Regions from separate parts of the Xenopus laevis genome. Here region 2 is linked to region 1. Evidence: chromatin contacts called from public Hi-C data. All regions are on one chromosome and are shown on one strand. The core of a region is the stretch at or near the end of the contact, and the rest is flanking DNA. Distances in the headings are between cores, read along the strand shown. Region 1 has its middle 9.9 kb from the start of s1pr4.S. Region 2 holds the start of gna11.S (guanine nucleotide binding protein (G protein), alpha 11 (Gq class) S homeolog).

The links. Hi-C and Micro-C count contacts between places; a contact is called where the count stands out from the background.
Region 2: a Hi-C map of the XTC cell line shows a contact between it and region 1, with 2.4 times the contacts expected there. The contact joins the promoter of gna11.S here to the enhancer-like site in region 1. A contact is called at or near these places in 2 of 4 Hi-C or Micro-C datasets (the XL177 cell line and the XTC cell line).

Annotation. Positions count from the first base shown.
Region 1 is chr1S:103,732,401-103,735,719 of Xenopus_laevis_v10.1, reverse strand. No RefSeq gene overlaps it. Among protein-coding and RNA genes, the nearest start is that of s1pr4.S, 9.9 kb to the right of the region's middle. Within about 2 kb of position 2,054, at least 3 of the 7 cell types and tissues checked have an H3K27ac peak or open chromatin away from gene starts, as enhancers often do.
Region 2 is chr1S:103,909,086-103,912,499 of Xenopus_laevis_v10.1, reverse strand. gna11.S (guanine nucleotide binding protein (G protein), alpha 11 (Gq class) S homeolog) reads right to left here and starts at 1,611. Exons shown (of 7, transcript NM_001087372.1): 1 at 1,331-1,611. The coding sequence starts at 1,466.

The DNA of each region.
Region 1 (3,319 bases), core at 805-3,304:
TGCACACGTGATTTAAATAAAGAAAGGAACATCTCAGTGCAATGCATTGTGGGTTATGTAGTTCCTGCATGCTGTCTGTATGGTGTGGAGAAGTTGTTACAATTTGTAACATCAGTGTTTAGTCCCTCCTACTCTGCCAGGATTTCAAATGATGCAGAAAGAGAAGAACTGTTGAACAACTGGATTTAAGCAAAGAAAATGCCATTTATTCATACTTTTTGAAGAAACAGGTAGCTGTGATGGTTATATTACGGGTTTCTGTGTTATGTGGGCCTCTTTATCAAATTTTGGTTTGGAAACCGGAGTTCACGTTTAATATTAGCTGAACCTTTCTCAGAATGTAAAATGGTCCAGAGGAGTGATGGCTACAATCAGTGCTGTTTGCCCAAATCTCTTGAATTGGGGTCAATATATACAATTGAACATGCAACTTAGCCAGGATAGTCTAAACCAGGGGTGCCCAAAAGGTAGATGGGGATCTACCAGTAGACCTTAAGTTGGTGTTCAGTAGATCTCAAGACACTGTCAACAAACAGCTTGTTGAAATCACCCTCATATTTCATGATTTTCATTCAGATATTTATTATGTTAAGGTTACTGTAGTACTGAATTTTGGATATTCAACAATAAGCCCATACACGCAATGGGTTAACAGATATCTTCCTTTCCATCAATGGCAACTGTGAAGGTGCAAGCCTGGGCAACAGTCATCCTGCCATAAAACAATCCTTGCAGCTACAGTAATGTCAATATAAAAGAGATGCAAATAACTGGACACACTGGTGTGGGTGCAGGGATAGCAAAAGTTCCAAAGGGAATGACACTCTGCTGGATCAACAAAGGGATATCTGGAGCATTGGATTATGGATTTCTTTCACAGTGCATCCTAACTTGATTTCAGTCCCTTGTCTATCTAAGAAGAGATGAACCAACTTCAAGAACAGCTAACATCGACCTGATTGGCTGGGACTGTCTTTTGTCTTCCTTATGTGTATATAAAGAGCATTGTAAATACCATTTTAGTTAGTCACTTTCCACTCCCTTCCATAGCATCCTTCCCTATCCCTTTCTACCTCCCTCCATGTTAGTTAGTTCCCTTTTTATGTTATACCTTTTAGTTCCTTTGTAAATAAATACCACTTATTTAAAGATCAGTCTGCCACAAGTCATTAGCCTGGCACCCCAAAATAGAGCAGATCTAACAGTTACATAAGAAATATTTGTTTGTTAAATATAGTAATATACATTTTCGCATAAATCAATATTTAAGTAATATTTTCCATGAATGCTAACAATGCTTTTATGGATGTAGATCATAATGGGACAACATCACTAAAAGTAGACCTCGCATTTGTAAAGTATGGGCACTCCTATTCTAAACCAAACTCTAGGTTACCTGAACCACACTGCATGAATCAATTTCAGTAACATTGAATATATTAAAAGAAAGTATTGCTTTGGATGAAACTGTGTAAATTAATGAAACATACAGGGGCTCATTTATGAAAACTGGGCAAATTTGCACCTGGTATTAACCTAGTATGGTTGCTGCTCAGGTGCAAATTTGCCCACCCGGGTTGATAAATATATCACTTTGTATTAAAAGATGCAGAAAAGTATTAGTATACTTGTGATCTGGACACTGGAACATTTTTGTCAATGGCAGAATTTAAAATTCTCATTGTGATGCTAATGACATGATTAGACTGAAAGTGAAATGGAAGTAAAGGGTCCAGTCATATGGTAATGCATCCTCCTAATGTAATAAAAGAAACTCGTAATTGTTCTTTTCACTTGGAGCCTAAGGCAAAATTGAAAAGTGGGATCCTCAAGTCAGGAAATAATGAAATGCCATCTTTTGTGGTTTAATATTGGTACTTGTTGCAAGAAAGGTTCATTTGCAATTATAGTGACAAATAGTGAAAACAACGAGTACCAATATGGCGATGGGACAGTACAAGCAATTGTGGCACATATGTGGGAGATGGTGCTGAAGGAGCAGGTGTTTACAGGACCCCTTATAGAAGTAGTCAGCACTCACCAATCTTTCCCATGTGCAAATAGGTGTATATTACATGGTATCCACTGCAACCAACTTGTAATACAATAGTGAAAGGCATGGCACCATCCACAGTTGGTAGTAGTCTACCTATTATCCAAATTTTATATTATAATGAGGGACTAATTTATAAACAATGCACATGGGCAGTAACCTATAGCAACCAATCAGTGATTTGCTTTCTTTAGCAAGCTGCAGGTTGAGCACTGAAAGCAGTCATCTGATTGGTTACCATGCCATAGTTACTGCCCAGGTGTAAATTTGCCCAGTGTTCATAAATGACCCCCACTGTGTGAAATGGCTGAATATGGCTGAGCTGAGATTCTGGTGTTATATGAACTATCAGAAATTTTGAAATATGGAACAATTAAAATCATGCAAAGCATGTATAATGATACATTATAAGTGGCCAGTGAATGAGCTATAATGTGGTCTCTGCTGCCCCCACGTGTAACTATATGGGAATTACATACAACTTGGTACAACTATAACCGGAAAATAAACTATGAATTTGTTAGCAGGGTTTATGTCCCTCACAAGCCAGCTTGTCAAAGGTCTCTATACATTTGGTGCAGTTCTGTGCTGCCTATAACAATTATATTCTGTTCACCAATGTTACCGAACAGTGCACACAATTCACTGCAAATCAGATGGAATTGTCCATACAGTGTAATTTACGGATGGTCTTTACACAAGTGAAGTATGCACCTGATTCATAAGATACAAGTGTGCAGAGCCTATTGACACAGGGTGCTGAGGGAATCAAGAGGTGCTGGTAACTTCAGGGTTCCCCTTTATCAATAGGCACAGCAGCACTTGATTTGGATCAGAAGGCAAGAAGGACTGAGCAGTGCCAAGCACATATAATGAAGTACAGGGAAATCAAAATACCATTAATAAAAATGGGTTTATATGAAGATGACTGCGTGGAACATGACAAAGTAATATATCATAATGTAACGATACGGAAATTGCTGTGTATATTTTGACAAAAAATCAGTATATCTCTAAAACCAATAAAAATAATTTGGAAAGAACTAGAAGCAGTTTTGGCAAAACACATCTTCCTGCTTGGACTAACACCAGACTCATTATTGGTACCACAATACATTGGAACCCTTCTCTATACCCACCCCCAGAAACTCCCTGGGAATGCTTTTCCCACAGTGACAGACATTCAAAGTCATTTCTAACAAACATGAATTAAATTTTCTAAAATTCTGTTTAGTGGAAGATGGGGAGGACCGTTTCCTTCTTATA
Region 2 (3,414 bases), core at 362-2,861, 180 kb before region 1:
TGAGAGATGGCAACGAAACCATGTCAATGGGGTAGTAATGTCCTGTATGTTAAAAACGGAATTCCTCTACACTGATATGGTAGACCACTATGGCATAATGACAAGGGGTTAGCTGAAACCTGTGGAGTATGGGGCAGAGAGATGAACAATTAAGGTTTAATGTGAAGGTTAAATCCCCTTACAATCAACTTTTAGTATAATGTAGAAAGAAGTAACATACAGCAATCTTTTACATTTTTTATGTTTTTTTAAATATTTAAATTGTGTTGGTTCTGCAGCTCTTAGGCTTGTAGTCTCAACTGCTATAAGGTTGCTAGAGTTTAATGAGCAATTTGTCTTTACGTTAACTTTTAGTATGTTTTTAATAGGAATTCCTAGCTACCTTGCAGTTGGTCTTCATTATTTATGTTTTAACATTTCAGTTGTCTCGTTCTTATGCCTCGTTTCAGCATTCTAATCAGGCCTCTGCCATTGATATTCCAGTCTCCAATTCACACCACTGCTCAGTTGCTAGGGTAAGTTTAGACACTTGCAAACACATAATTGCTAAAACTCCAAACTGGAGAGCTGATAGAAAAATAAACATCAGCAATTACAAATATGGATGACAATAAAACTGAACCCCCACAATGGGTCTGTTGTTTTGGTTATTGGGGCCTTTGACCATAAATAACCATGAAAGTTTTTTTTCAGTTGAAGGCTGGGGACAGGCAAGGCTGATAAATAAATAAAAATAAATGAATAAATATCAACTGACTCGGCCCATCTATACTAAACTAAAACGAACATCCCTGTAATGGCATTTAGGCCACATATTTGGTTAGGCCTGGTGCACAGCTGCATAAACGAGTAACAATGATAATGGCCTGACCAAAATGTTTGAGGCCAAGAAGTGTGGGGATCATAGACAGTAAAATAGCATAAACATTAAAAGACATTGCATTAAATTGACATTTACAGACCATATTGCAGTATGAGACTGCCTCTTCTGCCAGCCACACCATCCACTCATCTCGCCGACCTCACCCACTCGTATCTATAAAACATACATCTTCCCACCTGTGCCTTTCTGTATGTTTCTCCCATTCACAAGCTGTGGCCCTGCACAATTCCACCCTATCAGCATCCCAATCAGGTGCGCTCCTGCTCCCCAATATCCCGGTCCAAGTGGGCCCCGCTAATGCTCTTGGACATCCAAATGAAAGAAAACAAGGGTGGGTGTCCAACTGGAATCAACCACTCCCCACATTTTCTGTCAATTGCCACAGTGATGCTGCCTCGCACCCACAACTTCTTAATCAGCCCCTATCAATGTTCACCACTGCCCTACCGAGCAAAAGCAATTTGAGCTCCCGCCGAGAGTCTTTCTTGTCCCTCCTCAGCTGCTTCTCGATCTCCGCGTTGATTCTCTTGGATTCCTTTACCTCCTCGCTCAGGCAGCAGGCCATCATTGAATCTAGAGTCATCCCTTCCCCCCGGCACCGTGGCCCGCACCGGGGGCCTCTCCCACCCGGGGGGGAGACACTGACTCACTACCCCGGCAGCTGAGCCCCTTCACAGATCGTCGAACATCCGTACGTGCTTCAGGAAGGGGGCGGGCGTATAAATCTCCCCTCCCTGTTTAGCTGTGTCCAGGGATTCCGTTCCTTCAGCCCCCGGAGCCGCCACAGCCTAACCCGGCTGCTCGAAAACAAATCCTGACGGGCGGCACGATTGGCCAATCCGGTGCCGTATGTCACGCGGTAGCCGGCTGGGCGTGGCCACTGAAAAAGCAAGATTGGTTGTACAGTTCCCGTTGGAGGCCGGGGTGTGACCGCTAGGGATTGTGGGCAGGCGTAGAAGGGAGCTGTCCTCCAAGTGTTACCATAGAGACCGAGGCCTACCGCATCGACATACCTGCAGATTTTGAAGGCCCATCTCTTATAAAAGCAGCCAGTGAATCTGGTCTTTTTTAGTAAAATAAATACATCATATTGCCTTTACAGCAATATCCATATGTAGAAAAAAATAAACGTCATATCTGTTTTAGTTGTTTTAAACGGTTCATTTTGGTTGCATTTATTAAAAGAAAAGTTTAGAATACAGCTTGAGGGCAGATTTAGAACAAGCTCATGTACTGGCGCGGATGCCAACATTTAACAATGGTTTTCTTGCAAGCACTGTGTGCTCAGGGGAAGAATGTGCTTTTGTGCATTTTGGTATTTCTTAAAGGACAAATCACCAACTAAAAAAGAGTTTGCTTTGTATTGAAAGATAATTTGCTGCCAACAACCCCTTAAGAACATGCTTTTGCTTTAGAAGCACTTTTACAGTTTATATAAATCAATGTAATTAGCCATGGGTTCAGCCATTCAAGGTGAATTAGTTCAACTGTATCTGAGTTGTTTTGTGGTAATGTACAGAACCAAAATTAGAAAAAAAGTTGTCTGTCCAAATATTTATGGACCTAACTGTAGGTAGGGTTGCCATCTAAAAAAATGATTCCAGGCTAATCTTACAATGGCAGCAGATAAAGCTGCAATCAGGTGGGCAAAGTCTAGCAGATCATGAATACACAAGGATTGCGGTGGAATGGAGACATAACTGGGCATGATGGGGAACTGAAAATATATGTCAAGTGTATTGCCAGGGAATGTGTAATACTGACCTTGGATGTTTTACTGGCTGTGCTAGTGAAATACAAGCCTATGGTTCAAGCACCAACCAAACAACACCTATCCATCATGGAAATACTTTTGTGCTGTTGGTCAGGTGGGGATCCCATAAAAAATGGGACAGATTTCCCTGCCACAAATTTTACAGTCTACATTTCTCCCAACTTAAGAAATGCTAAATGAGCTATTAAATCCAGTACAGTGTTTCTACTCATTTCCCCTGCCCCTAGGCAACAAGCAAAGCAAAGCAAAGCAGGTGGACAAGTGACTTCAGGAAATGTTGACCTCACTTCCTGAATATTTCCAGCACTGTCCTCATTGCATCTTGGGCCTTATGACCTACATCCCATCCTGTGGCTGTGGGCCTTCAATTTCTCCTACCTGACAAGCAGAGAAACCAACCTGGTTACACTGCATGTCATTCCTGACATGGGAGGCCACTTTCCTCACAGGCAACAAGTCACCTGATACTCTAGTCCTTATGATCCTGTGGCAACTTGTGGCATGGAGAGGTGTTTTAAATGCTGTGACTCTCCTTGAGAGGATTGTTCCCATTGGGCATCAGTCCCAATTTAAGTATATGAACATCCAAAATCATGTAGTAAATGAAGGTATTTTTTTGCTCCCAAATCTATGTATGTGTCACAGGTCTGAGCCATACATTTAATTAAGGAATTAAAAAGCAGCAAGTGGCAGTTTGATATGGTTTGATTATTATTGTTTTCTGCCAAGGATGTTCATTGCACAAGGGTTTCAATGG